Linked DNA regions of Triticum aestivum: region 1 is linked to region 2. A link is a contact called in public Hi-C data. All regions are on one chromosome and are shown on one strand. Each heading gives the region's core, a stretch centred on a gene start, on an enhancer-like site or on the middle of the called end of the contact. The rest is flanking DNA. Distances are from core to core; before and after follow the strand shown.

Region 1 (5,790 bases), core at 1,845-4,344, 100 kb before region 2:
CCAAAAAAAATTAGCAGTAACCCGGACAAGAACAATGTTTTGATCATTGCCAAAAAATTGACAGGGTAGATTCTGTTGGCAATCCAAGTATGGCATAGATATCTTCACTCCCATCCGCGTCGGAAAACAAAGCTTACGTACATCGCCCCGTGAAGACCTTGCGTGCCAACCGGTACGGAGTTTGAGGTGGCCTGTAGGTACGTGTACCGGCACTAGCACGCGAGGGTGTTGGCGTAGGCGTACTAACCAGAGTATGGAGTAGCTTAACCATCACTGATGACATGGTCTAATCGTGGGGCTCTCGTACGGTTCATTTCTTGCACACCTCGCTCCTCCAGATCGGTTGCCAAAGCCGTGACGACTGACGACTACTAAGGACGAGCTAGCTAGCTGTTGATCATCCATTATTGGAGGGCACGGACGATAGATGGAGACGCAGATGCGAGGCATCTTCAAGGAAGGAAGAAAAGATGCAGATGCGTTGAGACGTCACGGGCTCGGTGTCTCTTGCGAAACACCGAGTGCAACTCATCATTATACATATTTCAATAAAAGATGCAAGTCTAAGAAAAACGATTTTCTGTTTTTGTTTCTTCTTACAATTTTGAGGTTCACCCGGCACATACGTATTTACCCGATTGCAAAAACTCCATGCCCCGACGTCCTTTTTTCCCATGAGAATAGCTAGGTTTACTTTTCCGATTTGTCATCGCCTACCGAGATGATTTTTGTTCGAATATGTACATTTTGTGTTGTGGCAATCTGCCCACTATATTTTAGCTTGTACTCCCTCCATTCGGAAATAAGTGACATTGTTTTAGTTTAGGTTCACTTATTTCCCAATGGAGGTAATGCACAAATATTTAGTTGGGCTATCATGCCTTGAAAGCATTGGATTTCGCGGGAGTGATGAGCATATTCTCTGCCTCGGGAAGAACTTTACGTGCCAGCCACAGTGCAGGGCTCGAGGTGGCCTGTCGGTACGTGTAGCGGCACTAGCACGCGAGGGGGTGTTGACGTAGCACCCAAAGTAGCTTGACAATCACCGATGGCATGGTCTAGTCATGGGGCTCCATCGATTCATTTCTCGGACGCTCTGTTCGTCCGGGTTTGGTTGCCAAAGCCCTCACGACTTAGAGCTGTTGATCATCTATTATTAGAGGCTACGGACGACGCGATGAAGGAAGATAAGATGCAGATGCGCGCGAGCTGAGACGTCCCGGGCTTGGTGTCTCTTGCGAAACAGAGTGCGCAACTCCTGTATCATTGTACTAATCAAGACGTACGTACGTGGTGGTGGTGGCACCGTAATCATAGAGGAATTAATTGTGCCTGCATGAGTGCCATGCATTATTGTACAAAGCACCGGCCCCATGCATGAAGGGTCGCGTGGCATTGCTACGTGGCATGCATGCGAGCTGGGCCTGGTGATGTGTGCAAGCTTGGTGGATGCTTGCTTGTGTGCGCAGAACTTGGCTTGCACGGTGACTTGCTATCTTTTAGACGACGGTGTCGTGATTACTCGAAACACCATGGGCGGGGTGCGGTTCACTGTCGAATCGTCCAGTGGCGGAGCCAGGGGGGGCGAGCAGGGGCCTGGCCCCCCCTATCGATCGTTGAAACGTTAAAGCAGGTAGGTCTAACTAGCGATAATATATGTGATTTTCCATACTCGCCCCCCACCCCCCCTAAGCGTAAATTCTGGGAGACAATGAAAGCCCATGAGAGAAAAAAGGAAAAGCCAATGAGAAAGCCCAATCGACAGATCGACCACCTCCGCTCCTAGTCTCCTAGGTCCTGGCGTCAAGCGTTGCATCTGTGATCTGTTTTGTGATTAGCACATGAGGGCAATTAGGTTGCGCCGCTGCTCTCCTACTGCCTCCAGCCCTCCCCCAAACTGCTCGCGATCAGATTTGACGGCGACCCAAGTGCTGCAACGGGGCGCGCTGCACTCACCAATTTTCCACACTTCAACTAAAAGGTGAACACTATCCAGTAACCTGTCTCTGTTTTTCTTTCTTTCTTGCGGGGAGTAATCTATCTCAATTACATGTAGAATAATCCCTCTCAGTTCTCATCCCTTTGGTGTCAAATTTATACATCAGATGCAAGTTCTGAGATTTGTAGCTTGACAGTTAATTATGAAGAGAAAAAGAAAATCAGATTAATTCAGGCTGTTCAATCCTGGGACGCCCCATCTAGCTTCAGTGTGGCAGGCTTTTTAGGGTATATATAAATTAATTGACTTGTTATGGCTGCAGATTATTTCCTTGTCATGGCCGTAGAACTATAGTCTTCATGATATTTTCGTTGGATCACAAGACAGATGTTACATTATATATTCTTATTACATTATATATTCATACTAAGATTTATCATATTTCTACATTATGTCGCTTATCAGATCATTGCTTCTTGGTCCTCCGGTCATTGGATTTTTGGCCCCCCCCCCTGCTCAAATCCTGGCTCCGCCCCTGGAATCGTCGGGTACGGCACATTTACCAAGAAGAATAGCCCACCCCGGTGAGAAACACAAACACGTGTCATACCTCATAACACTTGGAGCTTGACCTCTACTGGACTAGCTAGAAATACACACACTCCACGAACACATCAATACGGTTGAACTACGTTCGTACGCGACAGTCCATATGCGTGGCCGCACATCTGATTCTTTCCTTTACGGGACGATGTGAACCACGAAAGATATATGGATGATCCAGTGAAGATCGACACGTAAATGGCCACCTTTGGCCATGTCGTCGTCGGGTTAGCTAGGTTCCATCGATCAGCAACGTACGGCTGGATTCCTGTCTCAGCCGAACGGGACGCGCCAAGTGTCGACGCCCACGCAAAGACCAAGTCTGCAGTGTTCGTTAAGCCACGGAGGAATCAACCGGTCAATCATCCAAGGATATGCGTGCATTATTGGAGCTAGATTCCAATGGCTGTAGACTGGCAATGAACATGGTTGGTTGTCTCCCTCCAGCGCTTGCCCATGGTTAATTCTCTGCCATTGCCGGCACACGGCACGCACGTCTCCCTCGAGCGCGCGCTCGCCGCCGAAGGACCGGCGAAGGCCGCGTCGTGCTTGCTCCTCCGTCGTCCGGGGCGCTTTCCCAGTGCCGCGGTGGCCCACACTCGATTTGTCCCCCCAATGATCGGTGCAGCAGTCGCGGTCTTCGAACTTTTTCTTTTTCGACAGTGTCGCTGTCTCCGGCCGGACTGGTTCCAAGGCGCCGGTGGGCGTGCGTGGGGCTCGCGGCTGCTTGCTCATGGTGGATGGACGGACGGGGTTTAACCGGGTGGGTGGGTGCGAGCCGGCCGCCGTAACATGCGTGCTGCTACGCAGAACATGTGTATATGCGCGGAATTATTGATTGCTTAATCCTTTGCTAACATAGATCTGCTACGCAGAAAATGGTGGACGGACGGGGTCAACGGAAGCATCTGGGTCTCCGTGACATTTGATTCCCGTTGGTTGGATCTTGGTCGTTCGATCATGTGCATGCACGCATGTTGCTCTCGTAAATTATGTATCTGGGTCGGGTTCACCGGATGCATAGGTCAGCGAAGGCATCTGGATCCGAATAAACGGTTCATATGGACGGGGTCACGGCGACGCTTGTTTCTTTCTCGTGGATGGACGGTGTGTTCTCTTTCTCCCCTGATTACAAGTGATCTACTCTTTCTCAATGAAAAAAGTGACCTTCTGTTGTACTCACTTCATTGCAAAATAAGTATCTCAACTTTTATACTAACCTCAAATTTTGTACCAACTTTGGGCACATCCGATTTCTTGTCAAGATTTTTTTCTCTTTTATAGAGAAGCTACGAACATTTATATCAGTTTTTTTTTGAGTGGACGAACATTTTATCAGTAAATGTTTGTGGGCCAGAGAGATCAAGCCAGGTGTTGAGGCCACTAGCTGTAAAAAGCCCTCCAACTGAGTGAAAAGACGTCCCGGACGGAACTCGTGCTCGATCGGGACCAACAAGAAAATCAAACGTGCAAGTTGCCACACTACTAAGGCGCACTTTACTTGGATTATTATTATTGTCATCGCCATCGGTGGTTCACTTGGGAGTGTAGCAATATCGCCCCTACCTGCATGTCACCCACAAGACCATGAGCTGAGGAGCACATGTACGCTTTTGCCCAAACAATTGATGAAACTCCCGCATCAAAAGTAGACTTATTTAGCTTAGCTAGTGGCGAATGGCTGTCAAACAACTTTACAAAGTAGTATCATTTGAATATTCTACTTCATAATATCTTCACAAACAAGGAGTACAAGTTTACCAATTCAATATTACCATGAATTATGAAGCTTAGGAAAATGTCGAATCATGAGCGCAGGCCCAGACTAGCTAGAAGAGGAGGTTGCTTTTGGTGAACCAACGGAACCAACACACTCCCGTGGATGCAACGTGACCATGTTCCTGACATGGTAACCTAGATCACACCTGTCGTCGGCTGGTGGCTTCCTCAAGCCTAGAAGAGTAAAGCGCCAAGGGTATCACTCACTGGTCATGAATTCATGATGCCTAATCCGTCGTGTTGATCGACCCGGCCGGTTGCGAAAGCCGTCACGCCTAATGTCCATAATGGTACTGTACGTAGCTGTTGATGCCGATCATTAGACTGCGATGGAGATGCATAGGTGTGAGACGTCTGGATGTATGGCCTGCCGCTTGTTGAACGAACGTTCACTGTTCATTCGGTGTATCATTGTACACGATACGTACCTCCTGTCTCCTCGTAATAATAGGGAAAAATAATTGCACGTATCATGTGCGCGCGTGCGTGCGATGCATGATTGAGAACGTCGACCCCGCGAGGTTTGGCGTGGCATGCTACATGGCTTGCATGCACTAATCCACGAGAGCTGGAATTAATGATACGAGATTGCATATTTTGCATGCAACTACATACTCCCTCCTTTCTGGTTTATAGGTCTTATCTCAAAATTTTAGTTTTTCTATTTTATAAGGCTCAATTTAGTTGTTTCTCATCACATGTTCAGATTTCAAGGTGCATTAAATCATTGCATGCAAGTATTAAGAGAAAATTGACCAATGCATGTAATTTATGCATGCATGCATTGCAATTAATGCATTGACAAACATATTTTTTTAGGAAAACAAGAGCATTAATTGGGTGCTTTTGCAAACTACAAAAAGTATTCCACCACTCACCATCTACCTTGGTTGGTGAGATTTTTGAACTGAGCCTTATAAATGGGAAAGGAGGGAGTATATAGTCAAACAAGCCTTTTTTTTGCGAATAGTCAAACAAGCCTTTGGCTGTAAATATTCCTAGTAATACAAAAAAAGCATGCTTATAGATTTGTTTTTTTTTGTGTGTGAAATGATTGAGGTGTTCTTTACCATCGCAAAAGTCTATTCAAAAATAATACTGAGTACAAAAATAGAAGCAACAGGTTAGAAAAAACTAATTCAAATATATACATACATGACCAGACCTTATTTTAGCAATGGCCGCATTCATTAGAATTATTTTATAAAATAAGTATCAGCTCAACCTACATATAGATCACTATAGGTGTGAATATTTTAGTGATTTTTTTGAATAACCAACAAATAAGAAAATGTTTTTGGCACTAGGAGTAGTGGTGCCCTACGAAAAATGCTAGACGCACAAGGTGTCTTTTTATGGAAGACCAAGGTGAATTTTTGCACATACCGTAACCAATTTCCAGGCGCTATTTATTTTCTTTCAAAAACAGATTGCTTGCGAATGGATGGACACGACGTACGTGCAAGATA
Region 2 (5,324 bases), core at 536-3,035:
GTCTACGTGGACGACCTCATCATCACCGGAGCGGCCACGATGGAGATTGACACTTTCAAGCAGCATATGAGCAAGTTGTCCGCATGAGCGATCTGGGCAAGCTCAGCTACTACCTCGGGATTGAGGTGAGCCAGGAGCGCGATCGGATCATGCTCGGGCAGGCGGCCTACGCCAAGTGGCTACTGGAGCGCGCGTGCATGGAGGACTGCAACCCCAGCAACACCCCGATGGAGGCTCGGCTCAAACTGAGCAAGGAAAGCTCCGCCGCCCCGGTGGACAAGACAAAGTATCGCAGCATCATCGGAGGACTGCGGTATCTGGTTCACACAAGGCCTGACATCTCATTTGCAGTCGGGTACTTGAGCAGGTTCATGGAGAAGCCCGCCTCCGACCACTACGCTGCAGTGAAGCACCTCCTGCGGTATGTGGCGGGGACACTGTATCACGGCTGTGCATACGAGCGCGGCGAGGGAATACTGTAGCTAACCGGCTATAGTGATTCGGATCACGACAGGGACACGGACGATAGGAAGAGCGCGACGGGCGTGATCTTCTTCCTCGGCAAGAGCCCGGTGAGCTGGCGGTCCCAGAAACAAAGGGTGGTGGCGACCTCTTCATGTGAGGCCGAGTACATGGCCGCCACCACCGCTGCATGCCAGGGCATCTGGCAGGCGCGGCTACTTGGCGAGATGCTGAAGAAGAAAGTTGCGCGGCCGAAGCTCCTCTCGACAACAAGTCGGCGATCTCCCTGGCAAAGAATCCTGTCTTCCACGACCGCAGCAAGCACATTAAAATCAGGTATCACTTCATTCGCGAGTGCGTGGAACAGGGGCGTGTCTTCATCGACTACGTCAGGACCAGTGATCAGCTTGTTGACACACTACTGAAAGCACTTGGGCGTCTCATCTTCCAAGAGCAGAGGAGGAGAATCGGCATGGTTGAAATAATTCGCCAACGCCAAGATTAGGGGGGTGATTTGTCAGCTAATCTGGTCGTTGGGCTTAGGTAGTTTGTTTTTCTGTCAAATAAACACGTTTGCACGAGCCGTGACTTATGCGTGCCGGGCAAGTAGCGTTGCATGGGTTAGATCGACGCTTTCACGTCGTAGCCCGGTCGTCTCGCAGGTGGCTTAGGACACACGATCAGCTCTTGTGGGATGGCCCGAGTCTGGCGGATCGTGGCACATATAGATAGGATCGTCACCTGCATCTTCTCTTTTGTAACGAATAAATAGCAGTAAAAAAAACGGGAAAAGTCGCAAGTTTGCACGCGACGCAAAACCTCTGTTTCCTCTGTGATCGTGAGTTGAGAGAGCTTAGATTCCTAACAAAGATATACCGCGAATGTGATCCATTCTTCGCGGGAGATTCTACACCATGAAAAATATACTAAGACCAAGGAGAGAGTGACGCCCGCGTTGTCGTGCCCTCCTTGGAAAATGAAGCTAGAGAAGGACCATCTTACGTCGTGGTCACCGCAAGCTATTTTCATTTTTCACCGCGACATCAGCCACAGCTGGATTCTCTCTGCCCGGGGTGAATGGGCCGCGTCCACTGACGGGAAACCCACGCTAGCCGCTACCTACACACAATAGTTTTGATCGCTCAAGCCAATGAAAAGGACATGCGTGTATAATTGGAGTGAGATTCCAAAATTTGGAGCTCTCGTTGTTGGTTAAAGTCTCTCTGCCATTCTTGGCGCACATGGCACGCACGTCTCCCTCGAGAGCTCGCCGCCGAAGGGCGAAGGCCCTGTGTTGCTTCCTCCGTCGTCCCCGGTGCTTTCCCCGGTGACGCCCTGGAAAGTGCCGTTGCTGCCGCAGTCGCGCCCACGCTCAATTTGTCCCCTGCAGGGCCGATGAAGTCGTTGTCTTCAAGCATTTTCTTTTCGACACTGTCGCTGTCTTCCAGCCCGAGTAGCTCCAAGGACGCGGTAGCCGTGCATGGGGCTCGCGGTGGACGAACACAGTTTAACTGGGTGGGTGCAAGCCGCTCTCGCATGTGTGCTGCTATACATGACACGGCACAACATGTTCCCCTCGTAAATTATGCACTTTTTGGTTCCCGTTGGTTAGATCAATCGTGTGCATGCATGCACCTGCATGTTGCCCTCGTAAATTATGTCTCTGGGTCGGGTTGACCCGGTGCATAGCAGCATATATACAAGCATCTGGATCTGAATAAATATGAAATGCACGAAGATACTTGTTTCCCTCTCTTGGACTGACGGTGTTTTTCCTTTTTCCCGTGATTCAAAGTGTGCTTCCGCTATTGCTCAGGCGCTTGCTTTGATTTTTTATTTTTCCAAATAGGGTCCAGATCTATTATAAAAGTTCACCAGATACAAAATGTCTCAAACATAATACAAATTACACCGAGAATATGATACCACTGAACGACCACTACTATCGATAGAATGAGCCATCGAAACGACACCATCGCTGCATTGTTTGGAGTGTCTATTTGACACTTAGGTAATTTTAAATTCATCATCAATATTTTTTTTTACGTTCACAGCCTAACACATCACATGGAACAAAAATCCCCCAGACGTCTGATAAAGTCATATTTCTCTCTCTCGAAAAGGGGATAACTCCGGCCTTTGCATCAAAGGATGCACACGATCATTATTAAAAAATATTTAGCAACAAAAGTATTAAAACATCAACATAATACTCCCTCCGTCCCAAAATAAGTGTCTCAACTTTGTACTGACGTTGAGACACTTATTTTGTGACGGAGGGAGTATTACATTATCCAAAAGTAAATAATAGGCACTCTACCAAAATTACCTATTAGAAAGTCCATTACTCAAAACACAAAAATAATATATATATATATATACACACACACACACACATATATATATATATATATAATATAAAGTTAAAAAAGTTACTCATTAGTATGAATAAATTCTACAGGATTTGAAAACCTAAAAGAAAAATGCACCAAAGTGCTAGTGGGAGCCCTTACATGGAAGCGCTTAGTTTTGGAGGATGTTATCAATTAAGAAACCGATACATGTTTGTGGAAAAGATCAAACCCTAAAAAAACAAACGTGCCCAGCACACTATCAGTAAAAATAAAGCAGTCCAGTTTAGTGGAAAGATGTCCTGGACTCGAGCTCGATCGAGACTGACAAGAAAAATCAAACATGCAACTTGCCGCACCCCTAAAGATTCACTTTACTTAGAGTAGTAGTATATTATTATTATCGGTGGTTCATTTGGAGTGTAGCTACGCGGCCCCTACCTGCATGTCATCCTCCACGGGATCGTGAGCACATGCTTTGCTTTTGTCCAAGGATCTGTCTAAGACACGTCTAGATGTGACATAATTATGTCACATCTAAGCTGATGTCTACTCTATTTGTGGTCTATCTTTTTGTCTTAGTTTTTTCTGTTTTCTTTTTGCTACATTATATAATTGTGGGAGTTTAGATGTGACATCCTTAAAAAACATCTACAGGTGAATTAGACAAACTGTTTGTCCAAACAATTGGTCTCCATGGAACTCTACATCAGAAATAGATTTTTTTGCTAGTGCCGAATGGTTGTCAAACAACTTTACAAAGTACTAGTAACTTTTGAATATTCTACTCCATAATATCATCACATACCAATCGTGAAGATTAGAAAAAATATCGAACCATCAGCGCGGGCCCAAACTAGCTAGAACAGCAGGTTGCTTTTGGAGAACCAATGGAACAAACACTCCCGTGGATGCAACGTGACGCCGTTCTTGATGGTATATCCAACATACACCTGTCGTCCAGCTGGTGGCTGCCTCAGGTCATGAAGCCCTAATCAGCCATGTGGCCTCGGCTTCTACGTTGTCTTGATCGACCCGGTTGCCCAAGCCGTCACGCCTAGTGTCCATGCATGATACTGTATACGGTTGTTGATGCCGATTATTAATTAGGCTGCGATGGAGATGCACATGCCAGATTCCCACCAGGTGAGGCGTCTGGATGCATGGCTTGCCGCTTGTTGAACATTGACTGTTCATCTGGTGTCTCATTGTACACGATACATGCTTCCTGTCTCCATAATAATAGGAAAAATAATTGTAAGAGTACGTATCTGTGTGCATGCATGATTGAAAGCATCGGGCCTAGGACGTGTGGCATGCTACATGGCTTGCATGCACGGGCGCATGGGAGCTGGAACTAATGGTCGTAGACTGCATATTTGCATGCGGAAGTAGTACATGCCAGTATCCAAACTCCAGACATTTTATCATTCGAAAATAAGTTAACTGTGTGTGTGTGTGTGTGTGTGTGTGTGTGTGTGTGTGTGTGTGTGTGTGTGTGTGTTTTCGAATGTATGGACAGGGCGTGCATGATGTGCCATGGATTTGATCCTTTCTTCACAGGAGATTCTACACCACGAAAAATATATTGGATCAAGGAAAGATTGGTGAACGCATCGTGACACACACGTCCTTGTTCGAAAACGAAGCTAGAGAAGGACCATCTTATGTCGTGGTCACGGAGAGCTATTTTCACCGTGCCATGACCCATGAGCCACAGTTGTATTCTCCCTGGGGTGAACGGGACGCGTCAAAGTGACAGCAATCCCCGCTAGGCGCTAGCTGCACAGTAGTAGCTGTTCGCAAGTCAAGCTTTTGTTAGATCGAGCTCAATGCGGGACTACATCAATAATTGGTTGATATTTCCATAGGTTCTAGCTCAGCAAGTGTTTACCATTCTCGTTACTGTTCTGGAGAATGAACCGAGAGAGAGAGAGAGAGAGAGAGAGAGAGAGAGAGAGAGAGAGAGAGAGAGAGAGAGAGAGAGAGAGAGAGAGAGAGAGAGAGAGAGAGAGAGAGAGAGAGAGAGAGAGAGAGAGAGAGAGAGGCATCATCGGTTATGTCAACATTGGGTAGCTAGGGTTCATCTCAGCGGAACCGGACGCACAGGAGTTTCGATACCCACACAGCACCTAGTTTCTTCGTTAAACCATGATTCTGTTCGGGTCCTAATAAACTCATAATTAGCATCAAAGAGGAATCAAGCAGTGAACCATGGACATGCGAGATTGGAGTGGGATTCTTTTCATATACAATATGCATGCTGATTCTTTTCATATACTCTCACCGTTAGTTGAAGTTAACTCTGGCGGGGAAGGCACGTCCTGCTTCGTCCGTCGACGCGGTGACGCACTGCGCCCCAGGAGCTGCCGCGCACACTCGCCTGTCCCCCTGCAGGGTCTCCCGCCCAGAGTAGCCCCGCAGGTGCCCGTGGGTGGCTGCTCGCGCCTCGCGGTGGCGGCTGCTTGCTCATGGTGGCCGGACGGGTTGAGCTGCGATTTGGTGGGTGCA

The links. Hi-C and Micro-C count contacts between places; a contact is called where the count stands out from the background.
Region 1: a Hi-C map of leaf shows a contact between it and region 2, with 4 times the contacts expected there. The contact joins two enhancer-like sites. A contact is called at or near these places in 3 of 5 Hi-C or Micro-C datasets (leaf and root) and 1 of 1 datasets of contacts at active chromatin or transcription factors (leaf).

The regions. Positions count from the first base shown.
Region 1 is chr2D:61,497,650-61,503,439 of IWGSC CS RefSeq v2.1, reverse strand. No RefSeq gene overlaps it. Among protein-coding and RNA genes, the nearest start is that of LOC123051562, 6.8 kb to the left of the region's middle. Within about 2 kb of position 3,094, at least 2 of the 8 cell types and tissues checked have an H3K27ac peak or open chromatin away from gene starts, as enhancers often do. A contact at or near this core is called in leaf, where this site is marked.
Region 2 is chr2D:61,395,547-61,400,870 of IWGSC CS RefSeq v2.1, reverse strand. No RefSeq gene overlaps it. Among protein-coding and RNA genes, the nearest start is that of LOC123051562, 110 kb to the left of the region's middle. Within about 2 kb of position 1,785, at least 3 of the 8 cell types and tissues checked have an H3K27ac peak or open chromatin away from gene starts, as enhancers often do. A contact at or near this core is called in leaf, where this site is marked.